2 separate regions of the Gossypium hirsutum genome follow, and region 1 is linked to region 2. Evidence: chromatin contacts called from public Hi-C data. All regions are on one chromosome and are shown on one strand. The core of a region is the stretch at or near the end of the contact, and the rest is flanking DNA. Distances in the headings are between cores, read along the strand shown. Region 1 holds the start of LOC107938547 (histidine kinase 3). Region 2 has its middle 4.4 kb from the start of TRNAS-UGA.

Region 1 (6,907 bases), core at 4,242-6,741, 200 kb after region 2:
CAGATGTCAAGAGACTGGTAAACAAATAAAATCTATGATTCGAGAATGATTGCTACGTATTTGAAGGTTTGAGTAGAACCTAAACCTTCATGAGCAAAACCCTTTTGAAGGGAAATGCTTGAAAGAAAAGGAAAGTTTAAAATATGGTGAAAGGAACTCACTCGTGAAAGAATCGAATATCCTGAGTATGCCAGAGTACAAGCATTCCTACTGATGCCATTGGCCTGTCATATGCACAAGTGTTTCCAACAGATTGTGATCCCATGCCTATTGGAAAAAACGTGAAACTTCCCGGTATAATTGTTCAGCTTCAAATGGTTTTGACACGTATCCATCCATTCCACACCGCAGACATTCCTCATGTGTAGCTTGGATAACATCTGCAGTCATAGCCAAAATGGATACATGCCAGTTTGAAACGTTGTTATAAGCTTCCACTGATAATTCGCCATGGTGAATACGATTATTGATATTATGTTCCATATCCCGAATTCTCCTTGTAGCTTCAAACCTGCACATAGATGAAGAAAACGCACTCAGCATTAAACACTGACCAAGAATATAACCAATTGAGAACTCTCCAATGCTCATTTCACCAACTAGAGAAGATTTTCCTTTCATATTTGTTGACTTATTTTCTAAGGTTTCAAAACTTGATTTGCAAAAGGAAGTTCTAAATTCAACATGGCATTACATACCCATCCATTTCCGGCATTTGGATATCCATGAAACAGGCATCAAACTGGTGAGGTGGTGTGAGCAGCTCAATAGCTTCTATTCCTCTTGTAGCACTAACCACATCTGCTCCGTATTTCTTCAATGCACCAGCAGCTACTTTTAGATTCACATTGTTGTCATCTACGATTAGAATTTTTCTCCCAAGAAGAAGATTTCGAAGAGACAAGCTAGGTAACTGCCCATTACAGGGATTCCCTTTGTTCCCAACACCCATGGTGCGTTGTAGAGCTGCTGCTAACATGCTAGCCCTCCAGGGTTTTGGGATAACAGTCATGTTAAAAACACCAGTACTAATATTTGCTCCGGAAGAACTTATAGAATTAGACAAGAGGAAAACCTTTGGAGGAGTACCATAATCTATTTTCTCCAAGGTATCGAAAAAGAGAGTTGAATTGTTTAGATACTTATCCCAAACTTCCTGTTCAATGATAACCATGTTTATAGCATTACTCCCCCTGCGTATGCTAGATAAACCTTGTTTCCATTGAGAAACCACTTCAACATGAATTCCTAGCCGTCGGATTTGATATTTTGACACCTTGGCCCGAACAGGTCGAGGATCCATAACCAATGCTCTCATCCCATAAAACTCCGAGGAAACAGAGTTAGACATTTTGTTGATTTGCTGGCTCTTGTACTTCTTTGAACTAGAAGAGCCACTGGTGAAAACAGCAGTAAATGTAAAGGTGGATCCAATCTTAGGAATGCTAACAAAACCGATTTCTCCTTTCATCAGATTAACCAAACACTTGCTTATGCTTAGTCCAATACCTGTGCCCCCATGTGTTCGAGAAATAGAAGGGTCCACTTGCATAAAAGGGGTGAAAACACGAGACTGTGCTTCTAAAGGGATTCCTTCTCCTGCATCTTCAACTGACACAATAAGACTAATGCTGTGAGAGAAAGGATTTATGGATCCTTCTTGACTGAAAGTTCTAAACCCCTTCCAGCTCTGGCGTCTATCTGCAACAGGAAAACCGCTCAAGGTGTTCTCTGATGAAGATTCTGTCTCAACTTCTATTGAATCAATCACCTCTTCCACAAGATGAACTGTAACAAGGATGTGTCCTTTCTCTGTGAACTGAACCAAAAAATATAAGTTATATAGGTTTATTGCTACTAAAGCATAAGTTGGATAAGACTGAACTCATACTGAAGCTTCTAGCTCCCTATTGATAAAGTCATGATGCCATTCAATGCAAAGAAATTTTTTATATCGACATGCATGTAAGTATGTTAACTATTTCTAGCTTGGATACAAAGGAAGAGCGTTTTAGATGGAAGGCATTATGTTTAAAACTGAAACAGATTGGTCATACTGATATACTCAATTAGTAAAATAAAATATATTTAGAAAAGAACTTGAGTCCTAACAAGCTTTATATGCATTAAAAGGCGAACCAAACTCATACTTTAATCGAGTTTCCCATGAGATTGATAATGATTTGTCTGAATCTCCCAGGATCACCAATTAGCATCTGAGGCACTTGATCAGAAATGTAAACCGCCAGCTGCACCACCTACGAATTGATCATACAAAATGAAATATATGTTAGACTTGTGGGTAAACACCATAAGGAGGAAAAAAGAGAGGAGAGGACCAAATGGAATAAGGTGAGTCAGTGTGATACAGGTATCTCACCTCTACTCCTTTGTCCTGAGACTTCCCAGAAAAGAGTGACAACACATCATCCAAGATTGCTCGTAGATCAAACTGCACTTCCTCAAGTTCTAGCTTGCCAGATTTGATTTTAGCCTGATCCAAGACCTCATTTATAAGTGCAACCAGAGCCTTTCCGCTAGCTTGAGCAGTTCTAACATAATCTAGTTGTGTAACATCTAAATCTGTGTCCATAAGCATATGCAACATTCCTGAAAGAAGTGTCTCACTGTCATGGTTAAGTAATCGATATTCTCTACTGGTTATTTTAATTTAATTTTTTTAAGCATAATACAATGCACAGAAATAAACTTTTATAGAAATAAATTAAAGCTTCAAGACACACCTAGAACACCATTCATTGGGGTTCTGATCTCATGGGAAACAGTTGCAAGGAACTGCAAAACGGTCACAATTAATTAGGACCAAATGTCTGTAAGAGGTCAGAATGCTTTAAGAGTATAACTCAGATGTCATATACCTGAGATTTGGCAACATCAGCTGCCTCAGCCTGCTTTTTAAGCTCCATCATCTTATGGCAGTCATCTTCCACCTTGGCAAGTCGATTTACAGTTGCATGGAATATATGCCCAACAAGTAATGCAATCACAAGGATGCCAATTGAAGTTGTTATTCCTAACCATGGCCATGGTGGCTTTTGCTTAAACCTAGAATAAAGACAAAATTAATCCATGATTTATATTCAAGTTACTTTATTTTTAAAATGTTTTGGTTTCTTGAAGAAAGAAGGAAAACAATTTAGAACCTCTCTTGAAGATTAAACAACCTTGTTTCATGGGTGTAGATAACAGTCCATGTTATATAAAGGTTGACACGCACTTGCAAAGGCCCATATCAAAGAGAAGGTGAAACCTGGGCAATCAAAAATCTATGAACTACCTGCAGCGCATCTCATGCTTTCTGAATGGATCTCCAAAATTAAGAAGGCTGACATGCTCCAACCCGTCATTTGATGCGTTTGAGCCATACATGCTGATAGGGTACGACTGATTAGTTGTATCCAGCACATTCACAAGGATTGTTTGTTTACTTGCAAGCTGTTGTAGCAACTTCTCCACAAGTGACTCAATATCAAACACTCCACCAAGATACCTGATTGAGATCATCTTATCAGAGCCATTAACTAGAGCATCCTATCAGGGATCTCGTTTAAAAAGAAAAGAGCTTGGTTCACCCTTTTTAACAAGGCATTATTTTCATTGATGTCTGTAAGCTATTGCAGCTTTTACCTTTTTCATGTATGTATGTGGTTTCAGAGATGAGAAGCATAAGGAATTTATCTTCCCATTAATTTTTATAAAAGGAGGAGACATTTGTTGGACATTCCTACTTTTTGATCATACTGAAAACATACCCGACAGTAGCTTGAATCCTCTCAGTAGGAGTTGCAGTCAAGGGCAGATCCCTCTTGTAGACCGCAAATGTCAAAATAACTCCAAGACGATTTGTTTTGAGTAGCCTAAATGGAGCTGTTAGCACCCCTTTTCCTGATTTTCTTGCACACAATACATTCTTGCTATCCTCCTATCGGTACACAAGAAATTCAGTATTCATAACTGAAGTGTGTAATTAATAATGAATTCAAAATTCTTGAGAGATTGAAAATATTTTATTCCTCCTAACTGGAAAGTAGTACAATTAAATCTTCAGTCGAGTTAAGCTTAATACAAGTGATCCAAGGAATCTTGGGTTTCTCAATAAGCTTTTAGATAGTAAAAGAGCTAACCTGTCCTGACAGCATATCAAGAGAAACCACATGTGATACGATATCCTGCGCAAAGATAACAGGAGCATATTCTTCCTGAATTGGCGATGGCTCTAAGAGGTCAGGATTGTAGTCATCCTTATGAACTGGGTTTTGTTCAAGGGTATCCATCCTCTTAATAGTCCAGCCCTGTTGCTTCTCAAATTGTTCCCTTTCCGAGTGGAGCACCCTTACAGCATAAGCCACGCCACTTGTAAGAGGTCTCTCAAAAGCAGTTCGTTCCGTATACCTCGCAAAAGTCCTCTAGATGTGATTAAAGTGAGTTCCCTTTGTTATCCAAAAAAAGAAGGATCATAATTCCTAACTACAAACACTCAGACCTGGTTTGGCTATCAAGTTGACAAGATCATTACTTGATAAACCGATCCTGATCAATAAAGCAAAGGAAATGCATAATCATCTATCTTAACTAAAAGTTACAAGATGAGGATATTAACTTACCTGATCAATAGCCGAGGGGGTTTTGCCATGGTGGAAAGTTGAGATAAAAATGGAGATGGCCTGGATATGGTTCATGCTTACATTAAACTGATCCTGCAGCATCCTAGCTCTCTCATCACACATGCTAGCCAATGTCTCCTTCCTCTTTTCGGTAGCTTGAAAGCTCATATAATAGAGTATAGAAATAGAAGCCAAAATCCAACCAATTATCCATGAAAACAAGAGCTTTCTCCACCAAGTCTTGCTAATTCTCTTGGAACCCACATACTGGTAATATTGATGGTGGATGTTGAAGCTATAGTTTGAGAACTTGTCCCAGAATTTCAACCACATCTTACTACCACTATGACCAAGGAGAACTGTGTCAGCGTCCTTAAATTCACCATTAATGAACCAGTTCATGGAAATCATAGATGCTACCCAGCAACATAACATCCAAAGCAGATGCCCCACCTTTAAACCAAACCCAAATACATGGAGCAAACTCATCCAAGAAACAGTGACCAATTGTGGGTCTTACTTCCTTCTTAATTCCAGCTAAAGACAGAGACCCACTGTCAAATCTATAGAAACTGTGTAGTAAAATTCTGCATCAACAGAAAAGAACCTTGGGATAAGATGAACCCTCTCCCAGCAAACTCCAAATTTACCATGTGACAGACTGTAAGGCCTTGGACCGTGAGAGAAAGAAAAAAAGATGCTATCTTATCCAGCAATATAGCTTTCTAACTGAGGATGGCAAAATAGAAAACCCAGAATTGAGGAAGATAAAAGGAAATTTTTTCACAATAACCACAAAAAAGAATCAAAACCCCCCACAAGATTCTGAGTTTCTAATTACAAACACTAATTATATATTATACTACTGCAACACTGTAGTGCCGGTACTACCAGTATATTTTATTAATTTTTGTCTTTAAATATAAAATAATATAACAAATGAGAAATTTTCTTTTTGCTTTTTTTGTCTAAGTGTACAACTTCTACACGCTTTTAACTCTCTATTCTCGGGTTGGCTGTACTTTATGATAACAAAAGTACCCTTTGCTGCTCTGCATGAAAACAAATTTCTATACCAATTAACATAATTTCTTTTTCTTTTTTATTCGACTTTTGTACCCATTTTTGAGATTAGGAGCCCTCTAATTTTTCGAAGTTGTCAAAAACATTAGATCAAGAAGACGATAGAGTTTTTAAGAACTTGCTTCATTGAATTAAAGGTAGCAATAATTCCTATTTTGGATTATTGAATTTAGGGTATACTAAACATACAACTCGGGTTCTTTCATACGGTAAATATTATTTTTCTATTAAAATTATCTGATTAAAAATATCAAAAAATTGTTCTATAATAACAAAATTTAGTCATTAATTTTTATACCCTATTTTTTAATTTAGCATATACTTTTTATTTGAAGCAAAATAACCCTTAATTTTTAGTACTATTTTATCTTATTATCACATCTATGTTTTATTTTTAAATTTAGAACTTCTTTTATAATCTTTTGACACTTTTTTTTTATAATTTTTGGAATCATAATTTTTAGCTTAAAATATGCCATAATTATCTCTAATATTTATAAATTTAGAATTTAATCCCTATACTTTTTAATTTTAAAATTTAAGTCTAATTATTGAAATTATTAAAATTATTGTGTTAAATTTAGATTCATTAGAATGTTATTTTTTAGTTACATTGCAATCAAGTGAATATTTTTATTTCAAAATGTCACATTAATAAATTTAACAAAACAATTAATATAATTAACAATTGAATTTAAATTTTAAAATCTAAAAAATAAAAGATCAAACTCTTAAGAATAAAATACAAAAACTAAATTTCAATTTTATGAACAACACAAGTCTTTAACCTAATTTTTACTAATGCTCTACGATATTTTAGAATTTTTTGTTGTAATAAAATATAGATAAAGTAGTGTCATGTAAATGATAAAAGTTGATAGTAAATTGCTAGATGGTTAATTTAGTTCAAACAAAAGAGTAGGGAAAAAATCAATGAATGTGTAAAAATTAATGGTTAAATTTATTGTTATGTTTTATATATAAAATGTTAAAATAAACATTTAATAGCATAAATTTAAATTTAATGAAAGAATGAAATATATAAAGACTAATTTACCCATTGTTATCTTGAATTAAGTATTAATTTTATATGTATATCATAAACTTTTAATTTATCTAATTATATTTTTTTGGTTAAAATGTGCCAATAGTCCTTGTACCTTTCAAAAATTAGGAATTTAGTCATTATACTTGTATTT
Region 2 (6,422 bases), core at 2,860-5,359:
TGAATTTTATGATTTTAAGACTCGATATTTGATTAAGTTACAAGCATTGATGTGATTGAATTTTGAGTTGTGAAATGTAATGAATATCTATATGAACTTTGATATGACCGGTAATGCCTCATAACCCTAATTCGGTGACAAATATAGGTTAGGGGTGTTACATTACTCATATAGACATAATTGCATGATGAGCAGCTTGAACATGATTTGCAGCTCCCATATAAGAGTGGTTAGTATAATATTCAACACGCCATAAACAAGTCACTGATGGTAGCCTTGTGTATGAATATATTTTGAATAGTCTGAGCTAATCTTGCAGATAGACATATAGCATAAAACTTGGTGGATAATTTTGTAGGTTTATATTTGGTGGATATATACCTGCAGACTCATACTTGGTGGTTATATACCTACGGGCTAATACTTGGTGGATACATACTTGTGGACTCATGCTTGGGGGAATGTCCCTACGGACTCATACTTGGAGGAATGTCCCTGTGGACTGTCTTATCTTGTAACTTGAAGACAAGTCCTTGCTGATTGTCTTAACTTATAACTTGACCATGCTTGGCCATTCTGTGTACTATCCATCTGAACCTCTGCAAAGCTAAATAACTTATACATATACAATCTCAATTCATCCCAATTGAACCTCTGTAAAGCCAAACAATATGTGGCACAAAGTGCACAACATGACATCTCATTATTCCTTCATCTCAAATCATCAGATACCTCCTATGCTCCGCATACAAATCATTATCATCAAAATAACTCTTTTCAACAATCAACAAGCCCACACGTTCAGCTAATCATACAACTCAGTGACACACAACAAAGTATACCAAACATTTTAGCATAAATGTTGGTATACATTACAATCAGAAGAAGGTTCAACAAAATACCTTGATCAATAACATTTTACTTAGCATATAGTTCATCAATACCACAAACCTGTGCTCATAACCAGACATGTGTTTGCACTTCAACACTTAACATGCATCAATATTTCAGTAGAAAATCTCATAATAGAGCAACATCTCATCATTAGCAGAACATGCAATATAATTTTCCAAGGACCACAATCCAACTCAAAGCATTGAAACATGCAAGACAAAAATTGAAAGTTTGAGTTTAAGAACTCACCAGCAAAATACCAAGAAGTTGAATCCTCCTCCATCCAATTAAATTTTCTTTGATGCTTGGACCTCCTCCTTCGGCTTTAATAAAAATTCGTAAATTCCACGATTATCCAGCTAAATTGTAAATTCCTACCCACATGCAAGTCGGTTTCTTCCCTTCTATTCTCATCGTTCCAGAGCAAATAACCAATAAAGGAATGAAAGATGAAAATGAATTTCCAGCACAATCTCTAACCCCAGTTAACTACTCTCCATATATCCCCCATTACCCTTTCCCACTATCTTCAAATAACATTTTCAAATTTAAGGACATCAACATTTTTTCATCCACTTATCTAATCTTATAGTTACAATTAAACTAATTTAGTTGAAACCCAAATATCTAATAACCGGCCATACAAGGACTTTCCAATTTACTATATTGCCCAAATTAAACTAAAATCATTATAATTTTGCACAAAATAATTCCATAGGATCAAATCGAAATAAATTTAAATAAGCTAAGAATATGATTCAAATAATCCAAACTTTAATTTGACAATCCAGGTGTGACAATAAACCTACTTATCCTATTCCTTATTAACGTTGAGCCCCTTTAAGCATGTCATATAAGATTCACTTCAGCCAAATTCTAAAGCTATACTAATCAAGTCTGTAACACCCCAAACCTGACCTAGACGTTATGGCCGAATCTTGAAAATTACATTAACGACGTGCGAAATTATTTATTTATTTTGAAAAAAATAGAGGATTGAGTTTGAAATCATAAAAATTTCTAAGATTGACTAATTTTTTCTTTTCGAAAAATATTTAGTAAAATGTATTTATTCTTTAAAAAAGAAAAGCGTCATTTAATTATAATGTTGTTTGAAAACATCTAAATATGAAGGATCTTATATTATAATTATAAAAATGATTTCTTACAAAGAAGGCCGCAACGATTTTCATAAATCTATTTAGGAAATTTACAAATTATCATTTTGTTTAAAATTTAGGAAAAACATAATTAATTTAGAAAAATGGCATTATTAAAAACACTTAAAATCTCATAATTTTGCATGCATGTGTGATAGTTTAAAGTCATAAAAATATAAATCATAACCAAAATAAAGTTAAAGTCCACAGTCCAAAAGTCCACAAAAACACAACCTACAATCCAAATAGTTAAAAGTCCAATAAATATCAATGATGTAAAATTTTCCGAGAGGCTCCACCAAGAGCTGATCCAAGTCCTATGTTTGAGTGCTACTTGAAAAGTTGAAACACTAATGGGGTGAGCTTTTTTTTAGCCAGTCTGAGATTAACTCAAACTCATTCACAACATAAAACATATACTATACAAAGTCATAAAATCACATATCTCAATATTTCATAAGCATATCACGCATGATGATGTCAATGCATAATTCATAAAACAATGTAGATTTTAGTAAAAATGATCCTCCCCATATCCGCTACACACCATAGTCGAGTTTACCCAGAACTCGACCAAACAACACACCAAATTGTGAATAGTGTCATAGTAACGTAGATAAACTGCCATATAATTAGAATCATGAATTGTGTCACATCAATGCAGATAAACTACCATATACTTCCATCTTTCAGGCATCCCACCCCATGCATGTGATATGGCCAAAACACTTAAAATCATATAGGCATGTTTAGCATGCAAATCACATATGTACTCAAGGTACCAAATTTTCACATCTTATTTTCATACGAATATCACATATTTCATACGAATATCACATATTTCATATAATCACATAACATGAAAATGAAATATGCATATTTTTCATATTATTAGCAAACATCAATATCACACAACATACATTTCATAAGTATACGGTTTAAGAAAAACACTTACTTGATAGAAATTCATAAGGATGACTTATCTCACTTTATGGATACATATAGTATCCCCATCAAACAACATTATTTTAATTGCAACATTTTTATCAATATAATAATATTCTTAATTAATTTAGTGTTAAAACTCACACTTGATCCGATGTGTAATTAATCTCCCAGAACACCCAGTCAAGGATCTACAATTAGATTTCCTAATCAAACAACAAATGGCGATCTTGAGTTAAGACTATCATCTTTAAGGTTAATACAACAAATCGATTATCAATTATTATTAACACTTATCCTTAAAAGATCTCTCAGATTAGCGATTTAATCCCAACGGCTAACGGCCTCTCAAGTTGATGTCGAGTGACCCCTCTACACATAATATGTATGAAATATTAATCATTATGAAAATAAATCACTAAGGTCCTCCCTTAAGTTATCGGCCATGGGAAAATAATAGAGAGGAGAAACTATTTCTACACTCCTTTAATACTTACTCTAACATGAATGAAACGGATGATCAACGAAACGATTTGATCACGAATCAAAGGAGAAGAAATGATCTAAGAAGTGGATTTATTCGAAAATAAATCCAAGGAAAGGTAGAGTTCAAATTAGGATTTAAATAAAATAAAATAAAAATAATGAGTATTTGAAATGAATAAGAAAACAAGAAGAGATCTCCACTGTCGGTGATGGTGCTACGGTGGTGACGGCGACAATGATCCTTGATAAAGGCACAGTTCTGGTGGAGGGCAAAGAAAAGAGGTGGGTTCGATCACTTCTTTTAAAAAAGAGAGAATAGAATAAAAAAATAAGAAAAAGATAAAATGCACGGTGGTGCACGGTGGGTGTTATGGTGGAGGAGGCGACGCTTGCAGAGAAAAGGGAAGGGAAGATGCGGCAAGGCAGTGGCTTGACGATGAGGTGGTGGTGGTGCAAGGCTAGCTACGGTGGAGGAGAAGAGAAAAGAAAATAAAAAGAAAAATGAAGGGTAACCAAAAAGAGAGAAAAAATGAAAAAGGGAGAGGTTGCGGATGAGCTAATGGTGGGATAGTAATGAGAGGGAGGGTATGCCAAATTGGGTGAGAAGGATTATGGTCAACCATGTCTAGGTTCATTGAACCTCACACAAGGCATTTGTAAACAGAAAAGGGAAGAGAAGGAGACAAGGGAGTGAAAAAGAGGATTATGTTTGGTTAAACATGGAATGTTGACTAACAAAAGATGGAAAAAAAACTCCCTAAGCAAGGCATGTATGGGTGGACGGCAAAGGTGTTTTTAGGACTTAGGAATTTCACCAAAAAAATTAATTAAAAATATGTTAAATTGGTGACTTAAACTTAGGACCTCTAAGATAACTTTGGAGCACTCAACCACTAGGCCAATCATTTGTTTTTAACTTAGCACATAGTAAGTAAAATATATGGCATGTGACTAATTCATTTAAATTATTCGAATTTTGGGGCCCAACTTATATTTTAATGATTCATTAGGCAATAGCTTATGAAAAGTTCATGCAGAGATTACTCTCCCTCATTTTAAAGCTTTATTTCTAAACTTTTCAAAGCATGCATATACATATATTTATCATTTATGGCACTTATTTTCAATTGGATCCATCCATTCCATTGTAATTTCCTTAACTAGGGCATATACTTTTAGAGTACCTTATCAATTTAAATTCTCATTTTCTTAGCTATACATTTACCTTATTTTCATCCATTTTAGTAATAAAACATTTAGTTCTTGACCTTAACTTTTGCTTTTATCCATCTATAGTCACATTTAAAATTAATTATCAACATTTAATCCATTATCGCCTATAATAAACTTTAGTAAAACTGACTCGCATATACAAGACTCCTTCACCACACCAATGAGCACTAAAGTGCTAAACTGTAAAATAGCATAAAACATCCCTCCACCACACTAAAGAGCTCATAAGACCATAAACTACACCACACCATAATGCAAATAAGTGCAAGGCCCAAAGGTGATAAAAAGTGCACATAAGCGTGAAACCTATGACAAAACTCTAACACGCTATAGCCCTTAATTGGCATGTCAATTGTATGTTAACATTTTACTAAGTCTAGTAAGGCACATTATGATATTTACTCATATCATATATCCATATAAATCGTCACTACACTTATTTATTTTTTATAATCATTTCCACAATGGGTCATTATGACATAATATGTCTATATTTAGCAAAATTTAATCTTTCAAAACAGAATTGCCTACTTGAGTAGCTGTCAATAAATTATTTATTTGTCAATCCAAAAAATTCAAAATAAAAATCTGTTCGATATTTTAAAAATTATACTCTTGAACCTTTCAACCACAAAATTTCCAAAATTTATGCTTTTACACATGCTAGCAAATTTTAAAGGTTAGGGCAGAGTTGCTGGCCTACTACCAAACAACTGTGACCTCTCTTCATTCAAAAATAATTTAATTTTAAAATATAATTTATAAAAATTCACCATTTATTTTATTAGAAACTATACTTAATAAGAGTTTTATAAATATAAGACTTGTGTTCTAATTCATTTTATACAATTCTTAACAAATTTTCAAAATCGAAACAAAGGATGCTACTAACAAATTCAACCTTCCCTCATAGTTATCTCTTATTGTATAATTTGGATGCAAGTTCTGTTTGTTCCAATGAAAACTAGACTCTATAAGATTTAAAACCATATGTGGCTTAACTTCTAATTCAATTTCTTAATTTTTGGTGAATTTTCGAAGTCACACTACTATTGCTGTCCAAAATTGTGTTAGTACAAATGTTGATAACCAAATTATTCAAGTCACATATTAAACACATTCACCCAAAAACACATTTCATATTTATTTATATAATAAATCACATGTTTATTACACTATTTTCATATTAATAACTTAAATTTATTATTATCCTAAACATTTTAGCATAAGAAAAGTAAGAATATCCAATGATACTTACCTCTTGGAAGCCTAAATACTGAAAATCAAGTTAGAATATCCAGTGATACTTACCTCTTGGATGCCTAAATACTGAAAATCAAGTTTCCAAATACTTGTTTGCATTTTCTCAATTCTCATACAAAAAATATATCAAAATATTAATAGCAAAATTTTCTGAGCTTTCTCATAACCATTAAATTCGAATATCGAGCTAGGAGAGTTAGAAAAAAAACCATTCTTACCTTGATGAAACTTTCTATCTCTATCTTCATTTTCTCATACTAAAACTCCTTTAACCCTAGGCTACCACTAAATAAACTGATGGAGGAATTTAGCTTAGGAGGTTGTTTCATGGAACTTTTGACAAAATCTCAAGGTGGTATTTTTTAGAGAACATGAAGAAAAAGGCAAGAAAATGAAAAAAAAGAAGGGAACTAGCCATGGGAGGCTACTACCTACTTGGAA

What was found. Hi-C and Micro-C count contacts between places; a contact is called where the count stands out from the background.
Region 1: a contact with region 2 is called in a Hi-C map of leaf, with 2.1 times the contacts expected there. The contact joins the promoter of LOC107938547 here to the enhancer-like site in region 2. A contact is called at or near these places in 9 of 34 Hi-C or Micro-C datasets (callus, hypocotyl, leaf and 1 more).

The regions. Positions count from the first base shown.
Region 1 is chrA01:94,039,151-94,046,057 of Gossypium_hirsutum_v2.1, forward strand. It overlaps LOC107938547 (histidine kinase 3), which reads right to left and starts at 5,492. Exons shown (of 11, transcript XM_016871742.2): 1 at 4,626-5,492; 2 at 4,146-4,427; 3 at 3,774-3,943; 4 at 3,299-3,511; 5 at 2,880-3,066; 6 at 2,745-2,796; 7 at 2,381-2,610; 8 at 2,151-2,258; 9 at 699-1,819; 10 at 162-511. The coding sequence starts at 5,114. The coding sequence ends at 268.
Region 2 is chrA01:93,841,757-93,848,178 of Gossypium_hirsutum_v2.1, forward strand. No RefSeq gene overlaps it. Among protein-coding and RNA genes, the nearest start is that of TRNAS-UGA, 4.4 kb to the right of the region's middle. Within about 2 kb of position 4,110, at least 4 of the 9 cell types and tissues checked have an H3K27ac peak or open chromatin away from gene starts, as enhancers often do. A contact at or near this core is called in leaf, where this site is marked.